Linked DNA regions of Mus musculus: region 2 is linked to region 1. Evidence: chromatin contacts called from public Hi-C data. All regions are on one chromosome and are shown on one strand. The core of a region is the stretch at or near the end of the contact, and the rest is flanking DNA. Distances in the headings are between cores, read along the strand shown. Region 1 overlaps Ssbp3 (single-stranded DNA binding protein 3). Region 2 overlaps Ssbp3 (single-stranded DNA binding protein 3).

Region 1 (7,470 bases), core at 696-3,195:
AGTAGGCCTTTGACATATCGACAGAACTTTACGCGTGAAGTGCCCTCAGAGCTGTGTAGTAAAAGGCTCATTCTTCACTTGACCCAGCTATCTCCTGAGCCGGCTGCATGGCAGCCCCTGCCCAGCTTTTGCTTGTTTTAGGTGGACTGTGGAGTGGTTGGGACAAGGGTGTGGTCTGAAATCCAGCACACTTCTCCCTTGGCCTGAGCCTTAGTGGGAGCTAACCTGGCATAACGGAAGGTGCTTTGGTTCTGATCATCCAACGTCCCCAAAGGTCTGTGTGGAAATACTGTATTATTTGGCTCTGTAAGTCAGGGTTGTGGGTGATTTTTATCAGGCCTTTGAGTCTACAGTTGACCTTTGCTTTATCTGTAAAGACTCCTGTTTGCTTAGTCAAGGATAAGCCAGAAGATTCCAGAGTGGTTGGCCCCAACCTGGGCCCTGGGTCTTCGCATGCAGCTGGGTGCTTCTAATTGTAACTATCTTATCTGTTTTTCTGGGAGGGGGTTTAGCCACACCCTGTCATAGAAAGAAGCTTATTTCTGAGCTTCCATTCAGGCCTTTTCATCCTTGAAATAAATGTTCTTTAAACAACCACTTCTTATTAAAACCGTCTCAGTTAAGAATTTTTTATCCAGAGTCACACCTGCGGGCCATCCCAGATGTCTGTGTCCTTTGTGTATTTAGTTTGTCTAGTCTTTCATTCTTCAAGTACCTGACACCTCCCTGTATGACCACACACTGGAGAGATGTTGCTGTGTTCTTTGCCGTCACGCGGCTTCTAGACCCTCCTTCCAGTGCTCAGGGCTTATGTGCCATCCCTCTGGGTCATTTGGGCGTGTCTCCCAGACAAGCACAGGATTGATCCCTTCCTGCTTTCCTGACGGCTGCACATCCTAGGAGAGCATTTCTCCCTCTGCCTGTCCTGACACCCAGCTGTGTTGTGGGTCAGCACTGTGATGGGGGGCTAGTTGCTCTCTGACTCCTGAGTGCTCACCTCTTCCTTGGTAATGGAGCAGTCCATGAGTCCTTGTGGTTCCAGTCCAGGTGTGAGCTGAGCTGAGCTGAGCTGATGAGCGGTTGGAGAGCCCAGAGAAAGTGGGGGCTGCTCTCAGACCCATGTGGGGTGTGGTTAGAACAGCAGTGCTGTGTTATTCTAGAACTGATGAAAACAACAAAACCCACAAAAAACCAAAAAACTCAAAACCGGCTTGTGGAAACTGATATCCCAGAGAGGCTAAGTTGAAAGGATGCAGGAGGCCCTAAAGGGCTCATCACATTCTCTCACACTTTAGATAAACGTTTTTTAGGTTTTACTAAAAAACACAAAGTCTTCTGTGCCCTGTCAGTTCCCCATTCAGGCTGAGCATCGTTATCAGGCCCTGGGAGCCGCCCGCCTCTGAGGCACAGGTGCACCCCCTTTCCTGTGAGTCAGCAAGCTGTCCTGGAATATCCCTCCCCGTGAGTGAGGTGGGCAGGTGGGTGGCACTGGGCCACCGCTCCCCAGGAAGCTGGTGGGCCATCCAGTGCTGCCCTGAACACTTGAGATGCACAGATGGCTCCTTCCCCTTCTGAATGTTCTTTGAAAGTGTTTTCAATGCAGAGCATGTGTCTTCGTGGCACTCTTCTCGTGCGGACAGAAGCTGTCACCGCATGCCTTGGAGAGAGGCTGGTTGGGATCCAGGGCCCACTGTGGCCTGAGCCTCAGTGTCTGGTGGACCCTGTCCAGGTGGCATCAAGACTCAAGCATTGCAGGCTGGGGTGAAGAGGAGTCCTGTGGAGGGGAGGAACAATCTAGGTGTGGCTCTGTCAGCACCACAGACATCATCCTTCCCTTCTGAAACCAACCTGCCTGCTGCTCGAGGGGAGGGGCTCTTCTGATCTGAAGTGGACCCTGTGGGAGTGGAGGAGGGTAGAGGCAACCCTCCTCTGACCAGAGAATCCCCTCCTGGGTTTTCAGGCTCTTTGTGCTAGTGAGCCCCTCCCCTTCGAGCTTCCACTGTCCCCTCTGTGGCACCAAGAGTGCTGCTTTCTTATTCCTCCTGTGAGGAGAGCTAGTGTGTGGCACTCACTAAGTCTCTTGTGTTAACACAGCTTGGGAGGGTCGCTGGCCCAGTCAGTATCTGAGCTGTGCTGTGTGTGACACAGCGGAGGGGCTCAGGTATTGGGGTGAATGAGGCAGGGTTTTTACATAGGTGGGTGGAAAACAGGAGGGGGTGTGGCCTTCTGTAGGGGTCTCTGGGCTTCTATTTCTCTTGCTTGTGAGGACAGCCTGTCTCCCTTTCCGCATTGTCTTGGGTGCTGATGCCAGATTTTTGTTAATGCAGGATGTGATGTCTTGCCTTTATTAAGTAAAAACCAAACCAGAACCAAGACCAAAAACTTGAGAGCTACCACGAAGACATCCATGGAGGTCTTTTGCCCTAGATCTAGCCAGACTGGCTGTGCTCACCCACACTCAGATTTTGTGGCAAAGGCCCATTGGGAACTGTTGTATCTTTATCACAGCCTTGTGCTGAAGCAGGCAGCAGGTTTCAGGGCAGAAAGACAAAACAGTGGGCAGGTTAGAGTTCAGAGAGTGTCTGAGGTGGGGGGGTGTATCATGTGGCCGCCCCCCCCCCCCCCCCTTCAGGACCTCTCTCTGTGCAGCAACTAACAGGTCTGTCACTGACTGACTCTGAGGGGTTTCCTTTCAAATAAATAATTCTTTGTCTCTCTTCTGGGTGGCAGATTGGGCCTAGAGAGGCAGCTATCAAAGACAGCTGTCTGATCAAGCAAAAAAGGTCTAAGAGATAGTTTCTGGCCTAGACTGGGAGGGCCAGTGGGACGCATGGAGCCACCTCTGACCATGTGTGGGGTGTTTTCTTGTCCAGGGATGTGCTAGTGAAGTGCTAGGCTGAGGGACGAGTGTGTGAGGAGTTCCTTCCTCAGGAGAGAAAGCAGGCTCCTTTCCTGTCCCTTTGTCTCTTGTCCCCTTTGTCCCAGCCTTCCAGCTCTGTGGCCTGTCTCCCCTCCCCCAGCGGTTCCTCCCTTTGTGCCCAGCAGGCCACTCACGAGTGAAACTTAGCTGAGGCCTGACTCCAGAGAAGCAGCGAGGCCGCTTTCAGCACGATGGGCTTGAAGTGAGCCCAGTTTTCTCCCTAAGCCTCCAGAAGGTGGTAAAGGTCGGCTCTGACCAGTGCAGCTCCTTCAGAGGGAGCAGCATGGTTGGGGGTTGTGCCAGCCCCACTCCTGGAGCTGGCTTCCCAACCCTTCCTTGCTTACAGCGTGGCTTGGTCTTTAGAGGGGTTCTGGGGCCTTTCCGGTCCTGAGGCCTTTGTGAAACACCACAGAGTATGGACATGCTGAACTCTTGTAAAAGAGTCTAGCTTACATCTGTCACATGAAGGGTTTTTTTTTTTTAACCTTTATGTTCGTGGTATTTTGCCTGCATGTATGTGTGAGGGTGTCAGATCTTGTAGTTACAGATAGTTGTGAGCTGCCATGTGAGTGCTGGGATTTGAACTTGGGTTCTTTGGAAGAGCAGTCAGTGCTCCCAATTGCTGAGATATCTTTCCAGCCCCTATTTTTAAAAATTTAAGACAGGCTTTCAAGGGCTAGCTTGAAACTCACTATGCAATAGAGAAGGACTTGAACTTCTGATCCTCCTGCCTCTACCTCCCAAGTGCTGGGATTACAGCCCCCACCCCCACCCCCAATGCCAGTTTGTATACTGTAGGCAGTGGAACCCAGGGCTCCAGCATGCTGATGCTGGTATGCATGGGCACTTGGACCACATCGCCCCAAGATAGTGCCTTAGTCATAAGCAAGGGCCAATCACACCCACAGAAGTAAAAACCTTCAAGGAGGAAAACAGAGGTTTGGGAAAATGTATCAGAGTGAAGTTGCTGAAAACATAGGGGAGTTGGCCTTGGCTCCGGTGCCTCATTTCTAAAGATGGAGGGACCTTAGCTTCTGGGTGTCCCATGACCTGGCCCAGTGTTGCCCTGACAGCCTGGGCCTGCGAAGGACCACAGGGGTAGAGCAGGGCTGTGCAGCGGCCAGACAGGCACAACCATGCCAGTTAGTTTAGCTTCCCTGTCGTCTGCTTACCATGCTTAATCTATGAATTCAGTTGTACATTTTCAGGTAATAAACAAGAGGGGGTGATACACATGTTTAGAGACACTGTAATCCACCCTCATGTGTTCTATCAGTTCCTACACACACTGTCAGAAGCCACTCTTCTTCACCATCAGCGCCCTGCCTGGCTTGTTGGGGCTTTCTTTTCACTTTTACGTGTGATTTAGTCTCTAGAAATTGTCTGCAGCCGTAGAGGCCCGTTACTAACAGGAAAGCTGGCTTTGTAACAGGTGTCCATGACTGCTACCTCCGTCCCTTATCCCTTGTTCTGATGTTGGGGAATGGGCAGCAATGAGTGGCGGCTCCTTGCTTTCTGAGTGACCTTGATAATTCTCTGAGCATTGACGTCTTCAGCCATTAGAAGCAAGCGGCAGGCAGGGCTGAGCAGGGCCTCGGGGCTAGGTATGAAGAATTCAGCATGGTGCTCTGCATCCTTAAAAGTGCCCCCTGCATGTACCCTTGCAGACCGGGCTTGGCAGCACCGCTGCCCTTCTGGTGTGCAGAATTACGGTGTGGGCTTGTCACGCCAGGGGAAAGCCAGGAGGACGATAGTGGGTCCTGTTTGGGTTTTCCCAGAGAAAGGCCTGTGCTCTCAGTAGGCAAGTATCAGTAATGGGTTGAGGTGAGGCCCTTGGCCTCGGGCCATTTATTGATTGCTTGCCTGTGACCTCTCTGCTGGCCATCCCTCCCAGAGTACTTTTTAAAATGCCCTTGGTTTGGGGACCTGCACCCAGGAGACAAGAGAAGATTTACTAATCTGTGGAAAGGACTCAGGCAACATTGAGGCTTTGTCTTTTGACAGTTTTATTTCAGAGCTAGCACATACATTGCTAGGTTGTCATGGTCATCAAGTGTTGGCTGCAGGGTGACAGGTTCTCACACTCCAGTCCTTGGTTGTGGTAGACTATGGTTGAGGTGTGTGTCAGTGCCTAGGTTTGTGGGACAATTTGCATTGCCCTTTTAAATAAGTGCTGCTTTGAATACCCACCTTTGATATGCCCGTAGTGAGGGAGCTAGGATTCCCAATTTAGATGTTTGACATAACCCGAAAGTGAAAGGGTTAAAAGTGTATCTCAGGAGACTAGCAGAGCCCAGTGTTTTTACCTGGCTGAGACTTCCATGTGGTTTGCAGGAATCCCAGGCTGAGCAGATACCTATCATGTGGCCCTCAGCTACTGAGGCGCCAGACTGTGAGCTGAGGTGGTTCTGGGTGCTGGAGCTCACAGTCCACTGCCTTGCCTTCCCATTGCTGTCTGCTCATCGTGATCTCCTAGTCTTCTCTACTGCTGACCAGTGTGGGGGTCCTAGAGTGGGCGAGGGAAACCAGGATCAGGAGCTGAGGAAGGGGCTGCGGTGCAGGGCAGATTTCTTTTTGCAGGGCTGCTGTGTCTGGGTGGGGGTGGGGAGAGGAGGGATGTAGAGGGTCCAGGAGAGCAGGTGGGAGGAGGGTCTATTTGCATTATTGGGGGTGGAGCTTGGTTGGCAGGAGGGTTCTTTCATTCCCTGTCCCCTTTCTGCCCCTCCTTCCTACTGTCTTCTGTCTACCACTCTGCCTGCTTCCCTCCCTCTCACCCTCCTTCCCTCCCTCTGACTCCCCCCTCCCCCTCTCTCCCTCCTTCCCTCCCTCTGTTTCCCCCCTCCCCCTCCTTCCCTTCCCTCTTGGCCTTGCTTTGCCTCCCTGCAGTCCCCTGCATGCTGCTTGGCTCTTTGCCACTGGTACTGCCTGTTGTACTAGAGTGCAGAGGCCAGAGCTTTTCTTGCAGAGCTGGTACAGTTTTGTGTGCAACCGTCTCTTCTGTCTGGAAACTGGAGGCTCCGGGAGAGAGACTGGCAGATGCTCACTCCTGAGATGATTTTCTGGAGCTTGTCTCCAGCTTAACACTTCCTTCAAAGCTTCTAGCCACGGGTAGCTGCTGGAAGTGAAGTGACCAAGGCAGTATGAGTTCATCTCAGAATGAGAGTGTGGCAGAGGGGGCCAGTGGACTGGCATGGGCAAGAACAGATCTTAAATAGCGCCGACCAGTTGGCCTGCCGTATGTCTTCTGGGTAGCTGTGTGTGCTGCACTCCAGGCAGGAGACAGCTCCCCCAAAGGGTTCTCTTCTTCTTCTGGGCTGTTTTGGGCATTGCTGTGAGTACTTCTTGAGTCTGTCTGGCCTGGGCACAGGCAGGCAGACTAGCAGAGACAGCTACCTTTCCCCAGGACGGACGGATGGCTGGCTGGCTGGCTGGCTGGCTGGCTTCCTTCCTTCCTTCCTTCCTTCCTTCCTTCCTTCCTTCCTTCCTTCCTTCCTTCCCTCCCTCCCTCCCTCCCTCCCTCCCTCCCTCCCTCTTTCTTTCTTTCTTTCTTTCTTTCTTTCTTTCTTTCTTTCTTTCTTTCTTTCTTTCTTTCTTTCTGTTTTTCGAGACAGGGTTTCTCTGTGTAGCCCTGGCTGTCCTGGGCTTTGTAGACCAGGCTGGACTCGAACTCAGAAATCTGCCTGCCTCTGCCTCCCAAGTGCTGGGACTAAAGGCTTGTGCCACCACGCCCGGCCAGGATGGCTTTCATCCTTCCTGTCCCTAGTGTGTCTGACCTCCTGCATACCTGAGTTACTTTTGTGCTTAGGCTGTTGTCTTCTCACAAAATGACAGAATAAAGGAAGTGTTTTAAAGTCAGCCTGTGCATTATTGACCAGTTTGCACCCTGATTCCTGAAGCTGGATGGAGTGGGGTTGACACTTCAGACTTTTCATCCCCCTTAAGTTTTTAGCACACGAGGGCAGGTGAGTGTGGCTCTACTTTGTGCCGCCCTGTCCCTGGGTGTGGAAGAAGGGGGCAGGGCAAGTGTGGTGCAGGCTTTCTTCCTTGGCTCACCGCTGGAACTGCACGATTGGCGGTGGTATCACTGCACAGTGAGTGCTGTCAGTAGTCTCAGAAACCAGGCAGGAGACAAGCACCTTTTGTGCTTTGCTAAAGAGAATAATAAAGATGGGCCTTCCCATGTAGTGGCGCCTAGCCACATCTCAGAGCTGGTGCTCCCTGCGAGTGGCCATGAGCCTCAGTCCTCTTGTGTAGCTGGCTGCTCTGTTCCCTATCCTGGACTCGGTCCTGATCCACCAGGCCTCCCAGCATTTTGCCAGTGTAGGTTGCCTCCTGAGGAGCTCCTCCGTCCACGGCTCTTGGTGCCTCTGTCAGCTTTGCAGATTAACTCACTGTGCACCAACACTGCGGGCAGCTTTGGAGCAGGGTTGTCAGGCTGTGCCCTCAGCTTCAGACATCTTTTTGTGTATGTGTGTGTGTGTGTGTGTGGGGGGGGTGTTGCTGAGCTGGACATTGAGAGACTTTCATGGTTTTCCACAGTCCTCTGCTGA
Region 2 (7,438 bases), core at 3,090-5,589, 100 kb after region 1:
CTTCTGACTTTACATCTATAGGAGGGAGACTTACTATGGCTCTATGCAGGATACCCCCTTGTTAGCAAGCAGGATAGGGTTGGAATCCTGTCTGTGTCTCCCTTCAGGCAGCATGCTGCAAATCTGGCCTTCTTTTGACCAACACTTTGTGTGGTAGCAGCATCCTGACTCCTTTAGCCCTGGAGTATGACACTTGCCTCCTCCAGTGAGAAGGGCATTTAGATCTTTCTCATACACCAGTTCTCATGGGCCATAATGAACTGGCTTACTGTGAGGGGCAGAATCAAGTAGAAGCATTCTGGGTCTGCTGCTGTCATCAAGTAACTGTAAACCCACCTCAGAACCAACACTTTGCAATCAGCATGGGTCTCTCTAAGGCCGAAGGCAAATAGGCTCTGTGTCCCTGTGTTATAGACTAAACAGGGTTGTGAACCTGCAGGCACAACCTGGCAACAGGGCCTTGTCCCAGGTTAGCACCTAACTATTCCTTTCCTTCTGTGCCTCATTTTGTAATCTCTAAGGGAGTTGCTATGACTATTAAACATCTGTGTACACATAAAACATGTGACACAGCTTTATCCTCCATAGTAAGAATTGTCGTTTGTGTAGCCGGAGTCAACACCAAGTGGCCAAGCTGAGGTGAGCTGTCTTGTGACCTCTGTTTACCATCCAGGTTGTCTAATCAGAACAGGCCCAGGGAGTGAGGCGCTGTGTGAGCTGGCTGTAGCCAGTCCTAGTCCTCCCTGTAGGCCTCACTCCTTGCCAGCCAGCTGATGTCATTGCCTATATTCTGTCCAGGTAGTCTTGTAGACACGAGGCCTCCATGAGTGGCCTAGCAGAAGAGGGCTCCCTCAGTGGTGAGGTTGAGGAGACAGTTCTTTGTGACATCACCTGTTTTAGCCCAGTGTTACCTCTGTGCTGGTCTGACCCAACACTGCCCCTGGTTTTCACCTTCTTCCTGCCAGAGGTTTGGGAAAGATCCAGCGTGTGTGAGTGAGACTCTGGTCTCCCACCCGTTAGCTGATCTGGCCAACTGCTCCCTCTCAGACCTGCAGTCCCGCCTTTTGTAAAGTGGGACCAGCTTCAGAAGGTTGTTACAGGGACAGAGCAGGCGAAGTCTAAGGTCACTGTGTGCCCAGCAAGATGTGTCTCACATTGGAGCCTCTCACCAACCTGCTGCTCTCAGATGCCCACAGGGCCAGTGCCCAAACAGTTGTCGCGCTTTGTTCTCCTCTGCCAGTCACTGAGCACCCTGGGTTGTAGAGTTGGGGGTGTAGCCACAGAGACACTGTCCTGCCATATTTACCCTCAGAGTACAGCAGTGGGGGAGGAATGGCCCTGTGACTATAGGGGAGGCTATTGAGCATTCTCAGCCAGAGGCAAGGTGGGTGGTTCCCTCTGTTGCCTTCTCCCTCAGTCTGATGTGACTCTGATCACCAGTCAGCATTGGGCTTGGTAGCAGAGTCAGTCTGCCTAACTGCTGAGGCCTGTGGGACGGGAATGATGGCAGCTTGCTGATCAGACAGGGTTTAGGGAGAATCATCGTGAAGCCCCCGCCAACGCATTGACTGTTGTGACTGTCCCTCTGTGCTGGCTTGTCATTGTGGTCCTGTCTGTTCTGAAAGTACGTGTGATTTTTTTCTCATCAGGCTGTCGTCACAGACTAACCCTCTCACTTATATTCTGTGTTTGTCTCCCTCCCGGTTCCCCTTCTCCCCCTCATAGACTGACCCTTGGTTATCGTTGCAGAATTACGGCAGCGGCATGAGACCACCACCCAACTCCCTCGGCCCCGCCATGCCTGGGATTAACATGTAAGGCAAATAGCCCCGGCCGGTGCCTCAGAGCCCATGGCCTCCCCACCCACTGTTGGACCCCAGAAGACAATCTTACCCCTCACTGGTGCCCCTCTGGACCTCTGTTTCCTCACCCTTAGGGTGAGAGCTGTGTCTTACACTGGATTGTGTGCTTGGCACAGTTAGCCACCTTGTGGTCACCAGGCTACTCCTACAAGGTGTGGTTACTCCCTGCCTGTGATGAGGTCACTGAGGCCAGAGAGGTAGAGTGACTTCCTTAGGCTTGCACAGCTTCAATGGCTGATTCAAGATTTAATCCTTATGCAAATAAGCCCTGATATTTAGTGCTTATAAGAATCAGTGGTCTATCTTCCTAGGAAAAAAAACAGCAGAAATACTTATATATATATATATAATTTTGTAAATACATATTTTACAAATTTTTTCATATAATTTGAAGGAGTTCCTAAGTCTCCTTCCGTGGAACTACCCATTGCTACCCCAGAGTCAGATGGCATCTAGGACTTCCTGTACTGATGGCAGCCTGCTCCTGCTCCCACTGGCTCCACGCCATAGAGTGTAGCCCCACTTTGATTGTCACCATCTCTCCTTCTCTTAGGGGCCCAGGAGCTGGCAGACCCTGGCCCAATCCCAACAGTGCTAACTCAGTGAGTATACAGGTCTGGAGGGTGCCTTTCCCCAGGGAAGAGGTTCTGGACATTAGGTAACCCTGTTGCCAGGAAGAGGTATCAGGCGGGAGAACTACAGCAGGATCTACCTGATGCTGCTAAGAAGGCCCGTGTAGGTGGAGCCCTCGGCAGTGTGCTGGGGTCCTCACACGTGGTCCTGCCCTGAGCTATCGGCTGGCTAAGAGCTAGGGCTCCACGTGCGTCATGGTTCTGGTTTCTAGCATTGAGGGAAATGACTGACAGGCTTGGTGCAGACAGAAGAAGGGGTGTGGGTGTTGCTGTCTTCCACCCTCCCAATTGGGAGGTCTCCTGGGACCCTACTCTCAGGCTCCACCAAAGACTGGGAGAAGGGAGACCAATCCCCAGGACCATTGCATGTGTCTCAGGCCCCTTCTTCTGGAAACTGACCAGGTTACTAATTCACTGGGTCCCCAAGCCTACCATAAATAAGAATGACTGTGCCCCAAAGTGGGTTTGGAAGTGATGGGGCATGATGCTTGTCTGTCAGGGAAGGCAGCTCCAATCCATGGCTCCCGAATCTTCTTTCCAGATCCCGTACTCCTCATCATCACCCGGAACCTATGTGGTAAGTGCAGCTCAGGATTCTGACTCTCTAGTGCATGTGACCGCTGAGGAGAGCCACTCAGGTCTAGTATGTTCCTCATGAGAACACATCTGAGCCCAGGAGCCAAATTGTTCTCAGCGTTTAGGTGTTTGTACAGGCCTGGGCTAGCCTTCAGTTCTCCAGAGCTGAGCCAGAAGGGCTCTTTTTCAGTGACTGCTACCCAGCAGGCTGTGGGCCCCGTTTACTGGCTCTGGCTTTCACTGGTTGGTGTGCATGTGAGCAGATGTGTGCACACACCCACCACTTGTGCCTTGGCTTGAGAGGACGAGCATAAATCTAGCTCCCTTCTGGCTTGTAGGCTCCAGTTCTGAGTGCAGGAGAGGCAGTACCAGGTACCAGGCTGCTCTGGGCACTGGCAGCTAGCATAGCGGTCTCCCCAAGCTTCTTAACACCACAGGTTAGTTACTGACACCTTTTATCTCATCTCAGGGACCCCCTGGTGGTGGTGGCCCTCCAGGAACCCCCATCATGCCTAGTCCTGCAGGTAAGAGGGCTTGAGGGGGGAAATAAATGTCTGGTGGGAGTGGGGTGCTATGTGTCTGAGGGCTCTATTGCAGACCCTGGCCTTTCAGGCACCACTTCTGAGCCTTGAGTGCATGCTCTGCCAGGCACTGATGCCTGGAGATGTAAGGGCCATGAGCCTTCACTATCAACAACCCACTGTGTGGCTTTAGCCACATGACCCTTATATTCCTATATACTGCTTTGAAAGAATAAAATTGAGCCAAGGTCTGAAACAACAAGATCTCATTGTCCTAGATGACTTTAGAAGGGTCTCTGGGTCCCTGACAACTGGAGACCAGGACTCTAAAAGCACATACACACTCCCCCTGAGGTTATGGGTTCTAGGCTTGTGGTCCTCTGTGTAAGAGATTGTGTTTCCCTGTTTCTTTATCTGGAGAAGGCATGCATGCACAGGAGGGCAGGTGCATATATGCACACATACATAGAGTCACAATTATCTGTCTCCTGGCTAAGAATAGCATTGCAGCCAGCTGGAAGAAGTGCAGCGTACGTCCCCTACCCAGCCCAAAATAGAGGGAGAATTTCTGCTCCTGATGGAGCAGCATTAGCTGGTTTCCTAAGGAGACTTTCCTTGGCTAGGTGGGGAGTGGCTAGAGCCTCCTCTTCCAACTCCCCATAAAGGGAATCTGCTCAGCTGCAGGGGGGAGCTGGCTGCAGCCACAACCGGCTCCCGCTCCGGCTCCCGCTCTGCAGCATTGATGAGCAGCATGACCTACATTCAGACTGGGTCATGCTAACCCACTCCTTATGTTAATGCGGCCCCAGCCCCAGCCCCTCGGCCTAGCTGAGTGGTTCTGGGTAACTTGCTGCATTTTTCCTTCCCTGGGTGGGTCTGAGAGAAAACACAGGTTATGTCTTTGTGTCCTTGCTAAGCTTAGGGGACGGATTTGTGTCCCTGTGCTGTGCCTGCCCAGATACCCTGACATTCTCAGGTTTGTGGTCGAATGGTTTTCTCAGTTGAATTTTCTGTGATTAAAAACTTTGTGAATCTTCATTAAATACAAATTAGCCAGAAGATGGTGATACTTAGAAGAAATTTTAGGTGATAAAATACAAAAGAATGAGTTCAAGTGCCGAGAGTTTGTTTTAATTAAGAAATGAATTAATCACCTGAACTCTGTGGTTCCCACTATTTCTACAGATTCAACAAATTCCAGTGACAACATCTACACAATGATTAATCCTGTGCCGCCTGGAGGCAGCCGGTCTAACGTGAGTCTGCTTTCTGCTCATTTACATACCAGATACCATAACAAATCATAATTAACTTCATCAGCTGAGGGGAAAGCATGAGTAATTGATTTTAGCCATTTGTTACCAAAGATGAATAAAATAAACCATCAGAAGCGCGATTAACTCTTGGGCAAGTCAGTCCCCATCTTATTGATGGTGGGAGGTGGGAGGGGCGGGGCTCCCCCTCTGGTCAGGTGTGAGACAAGGGAAAGCACCAGGCTTCAGGGGGCTTCTCCCCATTCTTCTGACTGGCCGTGCCACCTTGGGTAGTTAGTCCCTCCCACCGATCCTTCCTGTTCCCCAGGCATTAATGCTAAGGGGGAAACCTGAGGTTCCTTTGGGCACCTACTTGACCCATGTGGATACCAGTATGGCAGCTCCTTTACCTCGACTCCTTACAGTCTTCCCCTCTGGAGTGCCCTTGCCAAACTTCCCTGTACAGAGTCTGCCTCGCTTCTGTAGCTGTGGAGAGGAGATAGCCCCTGGCTTTGTGAGCCCAGTTTCTGGGCAAAGACAAAAGTCACACCAGGTATCACATCCTACATGAGGACTGCCATGCTGACGACGGCAGACGTGTGGTGATGAGGATGAGTGCAGACCTTGTGCACACAAGCACACACGCTGTTCTTGTGCTGCACCTCTAGCACTGCGTCCCTGCCACATACGTCTCCCAGCAGCCTGCGAAGGTCACGTTCTATGGCCTGCCTCCTTTGCCAGGGCCCTGTGTTGCATGAGTATGGGGAACTCTCTGTGGTACCGCCCTCCCATCCAGCCACTTGCTGTGTTTCACCTCACTAGGGGTCTCTTTCATTCAGATACTCTGTATTCTGAGATACCTCAGGACAGAAGTCCTGTTTTGTAGCAGTGGGGATAGAAGGTTGAGAATACTAAACCCATCCAGAGGCCCCCTGGGCTAGTAGAGGCACTGATGCCGGATGGACATGGTTTAGTGGTTTAGGTCATTTGCCACCTACAATCACTCTTGCATTTTTCACGGCCATGGATGCTATTAGGCATCACTCAGGCTGTGTCATCCTAAGGGCTGTAGCCTCAGGATGTCTACCTGCTGCCACAATTTACACTCGAGTTCGCATCAAGATGCTACTGAATGTACATTTAACTTATGGATGCCGTGACCGTGTGTTTCAGAGTTAAGGTCATGAAACTACAAACCATGACAATGCCATGTGACCCAGACAGCACCAGAGTAAGCTAAATGACACGCAGGTCGAGGACAGTCGAGAATATTACACCATCTCTAGACAGGTGCTCCAGTGAGCAGAGAGGGTAGGGAAGCTCACACTCTCTCTCTCTCCACTGTGTGGGGACTGGCACGTCCTTTGAACCAAAGGCTCTTTTTGTTCTTCAAAGTGACACTGGTGTCCATTCAAAAACAGTGACCCCCTCAAGCCAGTGTGAGCGCAGACTAGAGTGAGCACTGCCATCAACCCCAGTCCCTGATTGCTCTGGGTCTAAAGTTCTAGATCCAGTGGTCACAGTACAGGTCCTGTGTGTGGACCAGAGGGGAGGGGCTTTGATAACAGATGTCCCAGCCTTTGGGCACAGCTGTGCCTTTGTGGTATACCAGTGACGGCTCACATCACTGTAAAACAAGGCCGAAGTGCACTGAAGGTGCAGCGTATGGCAGAGCACATACCTCACATGCAGGAGACCCTGGCTCCACCCAACAAAACAGAGCAAAAACAACTTCTGGTGGGATTTTGATTTAAGAACTGGAATTCTATGTTATCTTGATTTCCTAAAGGCTTTTAATGAACTTGCAGAAAGCAGAACTGTTCTCTAATCAAAGCCAAGCTCCAGTTTGCTCATTGATCTGCATGTTCGACAGTTTTAATCTCGTGCTTGGCAACTTGATCTGAGAGCTCTCACCAGGCGAAGAAAAGCCTCATTCCCTGTGCCACAACTTCCACCAAGGGTGTCTGTGACAACAGCCATCACGGAGCAAGTTTTTACTATACCTGTAAGGTGACAGTCATTTGGGGGTTGAAGAGATCGCTCAGTAGGTAAGAGCACTGGCTGCTCTTCCAGAGGACTCAAGTTGAGTTCCCGTTATCCTCATGGCAGCTCACAACTGTCTGTAACTCCAGTTCCAGAGGATCTGACACTCATGCAGCAACACCACCAATGCATGAAATAAGATGGCAGTCACTGCTGGCAACCACAGGAAAGGTGGCAGATGTTGTCTCTAAAATTTCAGTAGCTTGGTCAGGAGGGTGGTAGCAATGCCTTTAGTCCTACTACTCAGTACTTCTACAGAATGAGCTCCAGGAAAGCCCAAGGAAAAAACATAGTAGCCAAGGCTATATAGTGAGCACCATGTCTCAAAACACAAGAAAATCGAAAGTGTGAGACAAGAGGACATCCATATCTAATCTGGAAATCTGTTGAGGAAATCGAAGGAAAAGGAGTTAGAATCAAAAGGAAGGAGTGCGGCTCAGCTAGCCGCTTGTGCTAAACCTTATACCACAAAGAGAATGACTCAGCTTTAGAAATGAGGCGACGGAGAACTCAGAAAATGCCAGGTCAAGGCCAGACAAGCTAAATAAGAC

The links. Hi-C and Micro-C count contacts between places; a contact is called where the count stands out from the background.
Region 2: a contact with region 1 is called in a Hi-C map of cerebral cortex, with 1.9 times the contacts expected there. The contact joins two enhancer-like sites. A contact is called at or near these places in 4 of 39 promoter capture datasets (cranial neural crest, frontonasal cranial neural crest, maxillary cranial neural crest and 1 more), 4 of 484 Hi-C or Micro-C datasets (cerebral cortex, embryonic stem cells, olfactory sensory neurons and 1 more), 3 of 115 datasets of contacts at active chromatin or transcription factors (embryonic basal ganglia, embryonic stem cells and neural tube) and 4 of 9 other capture datasets (adipose tissue, embryonic tail, liver and 1 more).

What each region holds. Positions count from the first base shown.
Region 1 is chr4:106,933,921-106,941,390 of GRCm38.p6, forward strand. The region is part of intron 4 of Ssbp3 (single-stranded DNA binding protein 3); the gene reads left to right. Among named protein-coding and RNA genes, the nearest start is that of Ssbp3, 26 kb to the left of the region's middle. Within about 2 kb of position 1,946, at least 122 of the 459 cell types and tissues checked have an H3K27ac peak or open chromatin away from gene starts, as enhancers often do. A contact at or near this core is called in cerebral cortex, where this site is marked.
Region 2 is chr4:107,035,187-107,042,624 of GRCm38.p6, forward strand. Ssbp3 (single-stranded DNA binding protein 3) reads left to right here. Exons shown (of 18, transcript NM_023672.2): 10 at 1,750-1,814; 11 at 2,416-2,464; 12 at 3,036-3,071; 13 at 3,540-3,594; 14 at 4,777-4,847. Among named protein-coding and RNA genes, the nearest start is that of Gm12786, 12 kb to the left of the region's middle. Within about 2 kb of position 4,340, at least 14 of the 459 cell types and tissues checked have an H3K27ac peak or open chromatin away from gene starts, as enhancers often do. A contact at or near this core is called in cerebral cortex, where this site is marked.